Regions from separate parts of the Mus musculus genome. Here regions 1 and 3 are each linked to region 2. The links are chromatin contacts, called in public Hi-C and HiChIP or PLAC-seq maps. All regions are on one chromosome and are shown on one strand. The core of a region is the stretch at or near the end of the contact, and the rest is flanking DNA. Distances in the headings are between cores, read along the strand shown. Region 1 has its middle 46 kb from the start of BB123696. Region 2 overlaps Gm40950 (a long non-coding RNA gene). Region 3 has its middle 7.2 kb from the start of Gm33315.

Evidence for each region. Hi-C and Micro-C count contacts between places; a contact is called where the count stands out from the background. HiChIP or PLAC-seq counts read pairs in DNA pulled down with a chosen protein or histone mark.
Region 1: a Hi-C map of bone marrow-derived macrophages shows a contact between it and region 2, with 53 read pairs. The contact joins two enhancer-like sites. A contact is called at or near these places in 5 of 39 promoter capture datasets (the 3T3-L1 cell line, the C10 cell line, hippocampal neurons and 2 more), 3 of 15 datasets of contacts at CTCF or cohesin (CD8 T cells and the NIH/3T3 cell line), 22 of 484 Hi-C or Micro-C datasets (the C2C12 cell line, the CH12 cell line, DN3 thymocytes and 17 more), 36 of 115 datasets of contacts at active chromatin or transcription factors (CD8 T cells, the HPC-7 cell line, T-cell acute lymphoblastic leukemia and 27 more) and 3 of 9 other capture datasets (adipose tissue, liver and pancreatic islet).
Region 3: a contact with region 2 is called in an H3K4me3 HiChIP or PLAC-seq map of bone marrow-derived macrophages, with 4 times the contacts expected there. The contact joins two enhancer-like sites. A contact is called at or near these places in 5 of 39 promoter capture datasets (the 3T3-L1 cell line, the C10 cell line, the SN4741 cell line and 1 more), 42 of 484 Hi-C or Micro-C datasets (the AML12 cell line, B cells, the HPC-5 cell line and 23 more), 26 of 115 datasets of contacts at active chromatin or transcription factors (CD8 T cells, the HPC-7 cell line, the NIH/3T3 cell line and 19 more) and 2 of 9 other capture datasets (adipose tissue and pancreatic islet).

What each region holds. Positions count from the first base shown.
Region 1 is chr13:52,709,837-52,713,466 of GRCm38.p6, forward strand. No RefSeq gene overlaps it. Among named protein-coding and RNA genes, the nearest start is that of BB123696, 46 kb to the right of the region's middle. Within about 2 kb of position 2,320, at least 53 of the 459 cell types and tissues checked have an H3K27ac peak or open chromatin away from gene starts, as enhancers often do. A contact at or near this core is called in adipose tissue and bone marrow-derived macrophages, where this site is marked.
Region 2 is chr13:52,960,771-52,964,794 of GRCm38.p6, forward strand. All of the region lies in intron 2 of Gm40950 (a long non-coding RNA gene), which reads left to right. Among named protein-coding and RNA genes, the nearest start is that of Gm40950, 8.4 kb to the left of the region's middle. Within about 2 kb of position 1,776, at least 9 of the 459 cell types and tissues checked have an H3K27ac peak or open chromatin away from gene starts, as enhancers often do. A contact at or near this core is called in adipose tissue, bone marrow-derived dendritic cells, bone marrow-derived macrophages and 1 more, where this site is marked.
Region 3 is chr13:52,820,014-52,824,069 of GRCm38.p6, forward strand. No RefSeq gene overlaps it. Among named protein-coding and RNA genes, the nearest start is that of Gm33315, 7.2 kb to the right of the region's middle. Within about 2 kb of position 2,393, at least 169 of the 459 cell types and tissues checked have an H3K27ac peak or open chromatin away from gene starts, as enhancers often do. A contact at or near this core is called in adipose tissue, bone marrow-derived dendritic cells, bone marrow-derived macrophages and 1 more, where this site is marked.

The sequences.
Region 1 (3,630 bases), core at 1,070-3,569, 250 kb before region 2:
TCCTGCTGTCCCTGTTAGAATCAGAGGCACACACCCAGACTGGACTCAACCCCTCTTGGTTCTCACCTCCCGGCTGCCTCCTCTATTCAAATCATGGGGCTGGATGTAGCACATGGTTTACTTAGGAGACAATGCCTCATCCCACAGAGGGGAGAGTCCATGTCCAGCTTTTTATGGAGCCTTTGGAAGCCGCTATATACCTGTTCTTCAAACACTCGGGTTCCCCGTCCCACCCTGAGCCATTTATCTACACACATCTGCAGCTGGAAGCCTCCTGGAAGGGCTCATGGACCTAATTCCGAATATCCCACTGCCCCAGAACAGGTTAAACTCCTGGCTTCATGCTGCCACCATCAGGGTTAACTTGCTTCTGGTAAAACACCTCAGTGGGTCACTCTGCTGAGGACCACAGTGCACCTGCCTCTGACAACCTGGACAAACTAACTTCTACCCACCTGCTGTATAATAACCACCACTGCCATCTCGGCCAATATGACCTCCCAGGTGTCCCATACAAATGTGAAAGAATCTATCCCAGGTGGACAGGGGTTGCCTTTGGTCTGTTGTACTCTGGCTACTGCTCCAAGCTTACTTCCAGTCTGTGGTCAATGCCAGGCCTCTGCTGGCCTTGCAAAAGACACGTTCCTGTAGTCTGAAGGTCTGGCCCTTAGGCCTGAAGGGAGGAGCATCTATTCCATCTAACCCCAAAGAAGGCAGACCTGGCGCCCCTGCCCATACAAAGTCACCGAGGCATCACACATTGAACCTGCAGTGAGCTATGTGTTACCTGTTTTAAAGTACCTACCTAAGAGGGGCGGCCAAAGGCATGCCTTCCTTTTCTGCTTCCATCTTGGGGTATGAGGTCTCCTGCTAAGGTGTTCTCTGCCTCTTCCAAAGCATGGCCGCCCCTCCTCTCCCACCTGACCTCAAGTGTAGCTGAAGATGTCCGAGGCAGCAGTGACAGAGAGAGGCATAGCAGCGTGCTGTCACCCAGGGCAGCCTATGGACACCCCTTAATCTTTTAGGGGCCTCAACTCCAAGCCAAGGTTCCATGCTACTGTCTTCACCCATGAATAGGATTCCAGTGGCTTTGAATCTGCTGTCTGTAGAGGATGTCTGGGAAACCTGACAGGGCTCAGCTGAGAGGGCCCAAGATCACAGAATTACAGAGAGGTAGGATATCTCAGTCTAGTGACTTCCAAAACACACCCAGGGGGAGAGGCCCTGCCCAGGCCGCCAACATTCAGACCCAGAACCTACCTTATTGCTACCTTATCAGTACCTGAAGATGTCTCTGTACCAAAGATCGCTTGTGTTGGCAACCTTCATGGTAAATACTGATTGTGTTGGAATTGTGTGTCCAGCTGGAGAGGGATCCCCCAGTGGATTTTATCCCTACAAGTATCCCTACAGGTTTTCACATCTTTCTGTCCTGCATCATGGGCACCTTGGGTCTCTCAGGAGTAAAGGTGGCTGGACTTCCTGATGGCCTCTGTCTGTCCGCACCTGCTATTCCTGCAGGCTCACCTCAGTTCCCCTGTTGTTTATCTCTGTCTCAGGGACTGATTCCCTTCTGTGAAGTTCTCTTTCAGACTGGAAAGCCACCCAGAATCCACTCCAGCCCCACTGCCCTTCCCTCCCCGAGGTCAGATTGCACTTTTGAGAATATTGTGGGTCATCTTTCTACTGTCTGATACAGGATTAATCCCTGTCTCCGGTTTACAACGGTCCCTCTCCAATCCCAGCCCATGCCTGTACAAGAACAATGTCAAGTCTGCCCATAACTTAAGTTTTTAAGGATTCCATCCCACACTGATCCGTGTGTGGATAATTATCAGCAGGGCCACAGGAAGGCTGTTGTCTTTTTGCCCCACACCAGGGGCTAGCAGGTCCCGGTCTCAGCCCACATAGGTATTTTGCCTGGCTGCCTCTATCTACCTCTAGGGAAGCTCTCTAGGAAGAGGCCTGTTAATAATTTACCCAGGATGCACTGCAGACCGGCAGGTGGCTGTAAGCGGCAACAAATGTCAGCCATGTGCCCTGAAGGCACAACTGCCTGCCAGGCAGAACTCCCTACCAAACAGCACGGACCTGGGGCCAGTCCACAGGAGTGTGCATGTGAGAGTTCTAACTTCCTGGCTGATGCTCATGGGGCATACTTTGCTCCCAAGGCTGTCCTCCAGCTCAGTAGGCCCGGGAATGTCTCTTAAGTCCTGTCATCCTGTCCTTTTCAGTTCTTTCCTTAGGCAGAGCCCTCTCTAAGTAGTAACAGCATCCTTCTTCCAGCTTTGCACTCATTTCAGAAACGGACACTAGGGGGCAGTCATCAGACATAGCACAGGCCACAGCTGGAGTCCTTTCTTTTTTGACTAGGGCACCGGGGTGACAACACTGAACATGAGCCCTTTACCACAGCCAGTAGGTTCTGTTGCCTGTTGCTGGCAGTCTTGATTCAAGCCAGGCTGGGAGAGAGCTTCCCACTCACGGGTCCCATCCCAGGCTCAGGGTTCACAGCCGCAGAGGGGAGTTAAGTGGGTTTAGGCAAACACACACAACTTGATTTCCACGTTGTCTTCTTCTGGCTCCTATGGGATGCAGCAAAAGAATGGTGTCTGGTTTCAGGGCCATAAAATGGTCCAGCTTAGGCTAACCCTGAGGAGGTAGGCAGGTTGTTTACTGAGGAGCCTCTTGGGCATTCTCTGAGGATGTCACTGGTAATCCACCTTCCCACACAGACGCAATGGCCCAGGACAGTGCTGCGGACATTGAGGGCCAGAACATTCAAGAATAGGACACAAGTCCTACAGAATGGCAAGTTAAAGAGAGACCTCCAATGAGGTTCAAAGGCAGCCTAGTGACATAGCCACTGGGTGACTGACTGCCTCCAGTCTGGTAGTTAGGACTTTCAGAAGCAGAGGACACTTGTGGAGAGAACAGTTAAGGATCCTACGACTGGGAATGGGGGTGAGGGTGGGGTATGGAAATGGCCCCTGAGGAGAGGGACCATGGCCAAATGATTCAAGGCTATGATCCCATATACATCATATACATACACAGGCCTAAGTCTCTAAAGGCAGAACTCTCCACAGGGTGACCAGGTTCTAATTATCATGCAGTCCCTGGGATGTCACCCTTGGTCCCCACTTCACTGCCTGCTCCTCAGACTGGAAAGTGCTGTCCCATTGAAGTCTGGCCAAGTTGGAAACATTCTCAAACCTCAGGCCCAGGTCACAGAAGCAGAGCGTGCTGACGGAGATGTGCGTTCGTGGCTATAGGAACACATGTCCTGTTTGCGGGTGTGGAGTGCCACTGTTGTGAATATATGTGCTGTGGGGCTGTGGGTATGTGTGCATACCTGATGTATGTGCAGGTAGTGAGTGGACCTGTCAGGGCTGTGACTGCCTGTGATGTGTATGTGCACGTGTGAGCTGTGTGTGCCTACAGGGTATAGTCACGGTCGTGAGTGAGTGGGTATATGTGTGGGGGTAAATTATGAGAGAGTGTACCTGCGAGTGTCTTCATGTACATGCGGCTGGCATGTGAGTATGTAGGCAGCAGCATATGAAAATAGGTACAGGCAAGGCTTCTGAGTTGGTAGTCTGGATGGGCTGCTGGTGTCATCGAATGCAG
Region 2 (4,024 bases), core at 526-3,025:
AATGTTTTTCTCATGACACCCTACTTCCCCTTTCTAAGACTGTAGTTCATAATCCAGAATTACCATAATCCTCTACTCTTACCGGTATTCTGGGGGCTCAAGTGGCAAATGTTCCTCATTTGAAATTTTCTGGCCCAAGTGGAAATGGGATACAGCCCAGATCCTTGGTGACTAAATAACTTCAATGACTCCTGTCCCTTTCGGCCATCTGAGACTATTAGCAACCCTCCAACTAGGAAGGTTTTCTAGTCTTCAAAATTGACTCTTATAGCTATCAGGTGTTTTGTTTTCTTTTCTTTTGTTTTGTTTTTAAAAATCTAACGGTGTGTGTGTTGGGGGAGGGGGTGAGACAAGAGTGTCTAACTCAGTCTGACCTCAAACCCACAATGTGTCCCAAGAACGGCCTTGAAGTTCTGATTCTCCTGCCTCGGCCTCCTGTGTGATGGATGAGATTACAGGTGTGAACACCCATTCAGGCAGGGTTTATGCAGTACTGGAGATGGAACCCAGGGCTCTGTGCATTCCAGGCAAGCTCTCTATCACATAAGCCACATTCCTAACTTCTAACAAGACATTAAACTTTTTTTCTTTTAAACCAGCAAAATGCCTGTGTGGCAGAAAGGTCTCAGTGGATGAGGGCTCAATTGTTCAGAGGGCCATGTGTGTAGGCAGCCACCAGAATTCACACACAAGTTGAGCTGGTTTTATTTTTTTGAAATAGTTCCTTCTTTGCAGCTAATAGACAAATGCATTATTCAACTATCATACAATAGATAACCAGTCATTTCAACCCCAGCTTCCTGCTGCTCTTCTTCATTCTGATGGGCTCCTGTTATGAAGTCCCTGCTGGCCTTGAATTTGCAATCCTCCTGCCTCTGCCTCCCAAGTGCTGGGATTATAGGTATGTATCACAGTACTTAGCTTTAAGGGCTCTCTTTCTACTTCTCATGAAAAAGCCTTCCTTTGTAGATCCCCTTTGCCCTTCTGTCTTAGTCAGGGTTTCTATTCCTGCACAAACATCATGACCAAGAAGCAAATTGGGGAGGATAGGGTTTATTCAGCTTACACTTCCACATTGCTGTTCATCACCAAAGGAAGTCAGGACTGGAACTCAAGCAGGTCAGGAAGCAGGAGCTGATGCAGAGGCCATGGAGGGATGTTACTTACTGGCTTGTCTCCCCTGGCTTGCTCAGCCTGCTCTCTTATAGAACCCAGGACTACCAGCCCAGGGATGGCACCACCCACAAGGGGCCCTTCCCCCTTGATCACTAATTGAGAAAATGCCTTGCAGCTGGATCTCATGGAGGCATTTCCCCAACTGAAACTCCTTTCTCTATGGTAACTCCAGCCTGTGTCAAGTTGACACACAAAACCAGTCAGTCCACCCTCTGAAGTGCCCCATGTAGGCTCCTACCCTCTCTCCTCATCCAGGCACAGGGCTTGGATCCTGGACACTGTACTGTTCGCTTCTGGGAAAGCTTCTACAAGAGACTGGCATAGTGGTCATTCTTTCTGCACAGACTCCGTTGCTTGTGGTATTGGTCATCAATAGGAAATCCTAGAAATTCATTTTGTGTGTGTGTGTGTGTTCGGGGGTCTCATATGACCTGAAACGTACTAAATAGCTGGGAATGATCTTTAACCCCTGCTTGTATCCTTAAACCATTCACATAGAAAGCAAGTTTTAGGTGCTGGAGAAACGGCTTAGTGGGTAGGAGGAACACATGCTGATCTTGCAGAAGTCTTGAGTTTGGTTTCCAAACTCAGAACTGCCTGTAACTCCAGCTTCGAGGGAACTGAAAGTTCTGCAAAGGTTCCTGCACTCATGGTGTGCACATGATACACATACGCATAATTAAAAATAAGTTAAACCATAGCAGCTGTTATTACACGACTATTGTTCTATTCCCTATCAGTTGTTGATCATCCTGTACTGTGTTACTTTTTTTGTTTGTTTGTATGTTTGTTTGAGACAGGGTTTCTCTGTGTAGCCCTGGCTTTCCTGGAACTCACTCTGTAGACCAGGCTGGCCTCTAACTCAGAAATCCGCCCGCCTCTGCCTCCCAAGTGCTAGGATTAAAGGTGTGAGCCACCACTGCCCAGCCACTGTGTAACTTATAAATTAAACTTTGTATAGGGAACTTTGCAAGTGTAGGGAAGATCCAATCTGTGTCGAGTTGGTCACTTCCTATAGCTTCGGGTATCCACAGGGACTGTAAAAGGTACAATATGATCACCTCCGTAGGGTCAGGGCATGTGATAGGAGCAACTCTAACCAATCAAATCCCACACGGTGAGGAACTGATGAAGACAGGATACACACACAGTGAGGAGGCCATGTGGAGGACCTGTCTGCATTCCAGGGAGGAACTGTCAGCTATCCCTCTCCATGCCTGAGTGTTGGGGTTGACCCACTGGGGAGCACCTTTGGGTGTGTCTGGCTGTGCCTTCCTTTCAATCTGTAGCAACCTAAGAGCTGCCTGTTGGATATTCCTGAGGCTTCTTGGTGCTCTGAGGTGTATAGTCCCTATCTTTTGATAGTCATGCTATACATAGTTGTAAGTCTCCTTGCTTGTGTGTGTGCATGTGTGAGTGTGGCCAGAGGCCAATGTCAGGTGTGCTTCAGGTGTCATCTACCTTATTTTTTGAGACAGGATTTCCTCTCTGAAGCTGGTAATTATCTATTAGACCAGGTCGGCCAGCCAGTGAGCCCCAGAGATCCCTGTGTGCCCTCTTCCCAATAGCTGTGAGACTACTGGCTTGCACCACTGAATCTGCCTTTCTCTTCCTCCTCTTCTTCCCCCCTACTTCCCCTCCTCCTCTTCCTCTTCTTCCTGCTCTTCCTCTTCCTCCTTCTCTCTCCCTCCATCCCCCCCCCCTCTTCTGAGACAGTCTTTCTATGTAATCATGGTGCTCACTATATAGACCAGGCTGGCCTCGAACTCACAGAGATTCATCTCTCTGCATCCCAAGTGCTGGGATTAAAGGCATGCACCCCTATGCCAGACCTTACATCTGGGTTTTCCTGTGGACTCTGGGGATTCAGGTCTTCATGCTTGCATACCAGCCCTTTACCAACTAAGCTCCCTCCCAACCCCATTTTCTATCATTCTGGGGGACTCTGGGGAGCAAGTGTGTGGGGGGGGAGGGCTGCAGGGATTCCTGTTAGCCTGTAACATTAATGCTTGCTTACTGTACAATTTCTTTGGGTCTTCACATATTGATGGGGTTCGTTTGATTTTTAAGGTATAACACTGAGATAAGGGAGGGTCTTGAAATGCCAAGGCAAAGGGACACCAAGAAGAGAGATAAAATGATCAGGGTGGCACCCCTAATGACTGCTTCTACTTGTCAATAAATCTGGGAGACAAGCTGGGAATGGAAGGCCACACCTGTAGGACTACACTCCCGAAGCCCAACCTGAAACACTAGCAACCAAGTTTGGGAAGATGCTGTGTTAGTAAGAGGTCAACATTCTTCTTCATGGTTCTGAGTGAAGAAAAATATTCTTTGGAACAAAAAGGTTTCCCCTTTGTGTGCCTGGTCTGTTCCTGATGCCCTTTGGTACCCGAGTGTCAGCTCGTCATCTCTCTGGATAATTGACTAGTACTTTTGTTAACGTTTGTCACTCTTGATGCTCCCTGCCCACACCTTGTCAGGAACCATCATGTTTTGGTATTTATGAATGTGTGTGTGTGTGCCCACCATGTGTGTGTAGGTGTCTGAGCTAAAAGAATGTTATGTCTCTTGAGTTCCAGGTGGTTGTGAACAGCCCAACATGAGTGTTGAGAACCAAACTGGAGTCCTCTGGAAGAACAGTTAAGCAAAAACACTTAACCGTTCTGAGCCATCCCTCCAGATCCTAGAGAATGTTCTCCATCCAAGTCCTAACCAGGCCTAACACTGCTTAGCTTCTGGGATCAGATGAGATTGGGTGTGTCCAAGGTAGTATGGCCGGAGACTGCTTTCTGCTGTGCCTCTGGCTGCTTTTGCAGAGACAGGGGACAAGTGTTTGCATGTGTCA
Region 3 (4,056 bases), core at 1,143-3,642, 140 kb before region 2:
AGTTCATAGGTCACTGTGGGTGCACATAGTCAGCCTCAGCTAAGGATATTTGCTGTCCTCACTCTCCAGCCAAACATTTCAGCTATGAGAAGCCAGAATGCAACTCTCTAGAGGGTGGTTCAAAAGTCAGTGTGTAACCCCATTACTAGCTGTCAGTGGGGCCAGGTCAACGTACCAGGCAGGTAGGAACCCTCGGTGTTCACTTGCTGTGAAGCTGAGAGAAGTGGGCAACCCTCTGGAGGAGGCAGGAAGCAGCCAGGGCCTTTGGGATTGCAGGGTCTTGCTTCTCCACCTGCAAACCCCACCCAGCCTTGGCCAGAGCAAGCCAAAGAACCAATCCGATTAGCACAAAGCATGTTCTTCGAGGTAAGACACCGCCTCTGGAAAGGGGACGTGGGCACTTCCCACATCACATAGCTTTAGGGTATGCAAACAGTTCAGAAGAAAGGAAGCCTTGAGTTCTCTTCCTCAGAAGTTTATTTAGGAAACAGGCCATGGTATTAGCAGAAGTTCACTTGCTGGGTCAGATCATCTTGCCCTGAAAGTCCCAGAACTTCTCTCCAGGCTCCCCTTCTCCCCCCCATCCCCCCCCCACACACACACAAAGAGCTTATAATAAGTAACACTGACATTGGAGAGAACACATAAAACTGCCTACAGCCAGGTAAATCAGAACTTTGCAAAAACTCTGGAACCACTCTTGAACCACCGGGAGACAGCGAGTGTGTGTGTCAGACAGCGAGTGTGTGTGTCAAAGACTTTTCTCTTGGTAGCAACAGGAATGATACCAGACAAGTCAAGGGCTTCCCTGGGGTTCGAAAGCTGCCCACTGGAGAACTTGAACACACTGATCACAGAGGTGAACAGAGAAATGCGTGTATCACTCAGAGATCCAGGAACCTAGATGGACCCTGCCAGATTCCACTTGGCTACTGATGACCACAGCTAAGGGTGGCAGATGTCCCCCACACTGTCTTCCTGACCTAGGGCAGGGGTCCAACTAGGGCTACCCATGACATCATGTCACCCCCACCCGCCATGGTCCATGTCCTCTTCCGGTATCCAGAGAGGACATAATACCACTCTCTCTGGTGGGGACGCTGGGACATAAGAGGAACATTTCTGTCATGAGGAAGACATGAGGACATGAGGAATATCCCTGTCATGAGGAAGGTGTTGGGCAGACAGAGTAGGGGTGGGAAAGCTGGACCACAGGTGCTGGGTCTAAGTACCCCCTCTCCCCAGTCAGTCAATCTAAACCATGTCTGCGCATGTCCCCAACCACCAACATTCTGATTCAGGGGTTGTCATCTCCACTGGGTCCTGTCCCCATGGCTGGCCTGACCTCTCCAAAAGTGGCTAGAACTTCTAGCTAATCTGGGTTCTCGCTGGACCAAAGGCCTTTACACACCCAGGCCCCCTTCTTCCCATTTCCCTGTGGTGGAGGCTGCAGAGGCTTCCGGGTTCTGCTGTCAGCCAAGGCCACCCTTAGAACTACACAGACAAAACGGGGGTAGGTGGTGGTGCTTGGGAGACTGCCGAGTCAATAAACTGCCTCTGTACCCAGGGACCTGAGTTCTACTCTCCAGTGGGCTGGAAGCTGTAAAACCGGACCAGAGAATGAAGCTATACCCTGGTCGTTAGGCACGACAGGAAACGCAGGGTGTCCCTCCAGCCCTGTGAGCCTGGTTCTACTGTCCTCATGGTCCTGCCCTTTCCTGCTGAGGGTTGCTGGCCAAGTGACAGTTTTCTTTGATCCAGGCTACTTTTGTTTGGACTTGTGCCATTCACAACAAAGAATCCTGACACATCATCGTGTCGGGCCAAACTCCCTCGATAACATTAAAAACCTGCCACAGCGTGGCATTTACTTTGCGTCTCTGGTCCCCTGGACTCAGTGACAGCCACCACAGTAACTTTCCACTGTATGTGGGAACATGTCAGGCCTCACCTCAGGACTCTGAAAAATGTCCACCAAAGCCACTGTGTGTTAGTCGTTAGCTTATCAGACAGAGAGGTAGACCTGGCTTTTCAACAGCAAGCTAGAACACAGGTAAAACCAAAACACTGCAGAAGAGAGAGTTCCCACAGGAACCTTCGCGGACCAAACTCCCACACTGAAAAAAAGAAACCCCTGAGTAGGGTTCTCTGTTTCACTCAGTGGCTTTAAAAAAACAGTCGTGAATCGTGCAGGAAAGGTTAAAAAACAAAAAAAAAAAGTCCAAAAAAAAAATGCTTAGCTATTTCTGAAGTGCTTTATTTTGGAATTTCTGCTCTGTTTGAGCGGCCCGTGTTTGTGGGCGAGAATTATGTCACAAGCTAATGATCTCAGGAGGCTGTAAACTTATGGGAAGGAGAAACTTGTGCAAAATGGCCTTGAGGCTGTGGGCTGTGTTGCGTAACAGGCTCCTGAGCACGTGTCTGGGATCAGAGTACCGGGGCTACACAATGTAGCTAGTGTGTCTCCTGCTGACCTTTTCCAAGACAGAATTACAACCATGCCCGCCCCCTGCGCCCCTTCCCTCTCATCCCCCCCCCCCCCCCCCGCACATGTTGCCAATGTTGGATATAGAGAAGCAGAAATGTCAGCTCCCCCACAGTTCCCAAAGGAAGACTTTGAAGTCCCTGGTTGCTGGCAGCCTGGTGGCTTGCCTGCCCAGCTTACTCCTCACCACCGTAAAGGCTGTCCTTTAACACGAAAGCAAAATGTTTTGCTGAAGTACTTCCTGGCATCTGGGATAGGAACAATAGGCACAGACAATAGATTATTTTATACGTAAGAAAAGCAAAAGGTCAGAGGTGGGGGGGAGGGGGGGGAGCCAGGCTGTGAGCGTCATAGCGCTCCATCCGTGCTCCATCCGCGTTTAATGCAGTTGAGCAACCACGCTGGCGAGAAACTGTTACTTAATCCTGCCAGTATTATCCAGAAAGAATGCTTGCGAAATACCAAAGACAAATATGCTGTAATTATTACATGCACACAGAGCTTGTTGAGCATAAACTGTTAGTGTAACATCAACACAGTCTCCCGTTCCACTGGAGTGGACCAGTAATTAGCACCCACAATGTACTGTGTGGGGGTGGGGGTGGGGAGATGGGAGGACAAGAGAGGGCAGTGTTAAGGGGCTCTACAAGCCCGGCACACAGACCTCGTTCTCCATGACACTTCTGCCTGAAAGTACTTCAGGGCCAAGCACCAAGTGTGCATTCTAGAAAATAGGAAGACACTTAGTTCTCTGACACTTCAGAAAGAAGTGACCATGAAACTTAACCAAACCTCTCCTTCCTTTCACCCTCCTTCCTACTTTCTCCTTTCTATATCTTTCTCTTGGTACTCTTCCTTTCTCCTCCCCTTCTGTCCCTCTTCCTTCCTCCCTCACATCCTCTCCCTCTTCCCTCATGTTCCCCTCCCTCCTCCCTCACATCCCCTTCCCTCCTCCCTCACATCCCCCTCCATCCTTCCTCCTTTCCTCCGTCTTTTCCCTCCCTTTCATTTCTTTCCTCCCTCTCCCCTTCTCCCCATAGTTCCTATCCCCCTGTTTTTTGTTTTTTTGTTTTTGTTTTTTTCTAAAAGGGACCCTTGGATGCTATCGCATCTGCACAGGGAACTTTGCCCAAAGTCTGGTGAGTTCATATTCAGGACTGGTCCTATCATGACCAAGCATGGGATGTCAACTCAATAGCCCAGAGGAACTTTTTCCAGAAAGGCAGAGTGTAACACACACACACACACACACACACACACACACACACACACACATACACACACAGACTTTATAAAATATTTTTCAGTATGTGCAAAAAGCTGGAGAAAGTGTGAGACTGAGGTCTGACCAAACAAGGAATAATAACACAGAGACTCCAGGGAAGAGGAAGAAGCAAAGAAGGTCCTCAGATCAAAACTACAACTGGGTGTGGGCCGCTCCCTCAGAGCTCTCCTAAGCAGCACCCTGGCAGCAGAGGAAAGGGGAAGCCCGACGCCTTCAGGAGAAGCAATCAAATCCAAAGACAGAAGAAAGATCAACGGAAAGCAAAGACCTCGGGAGGCCTGGAGGT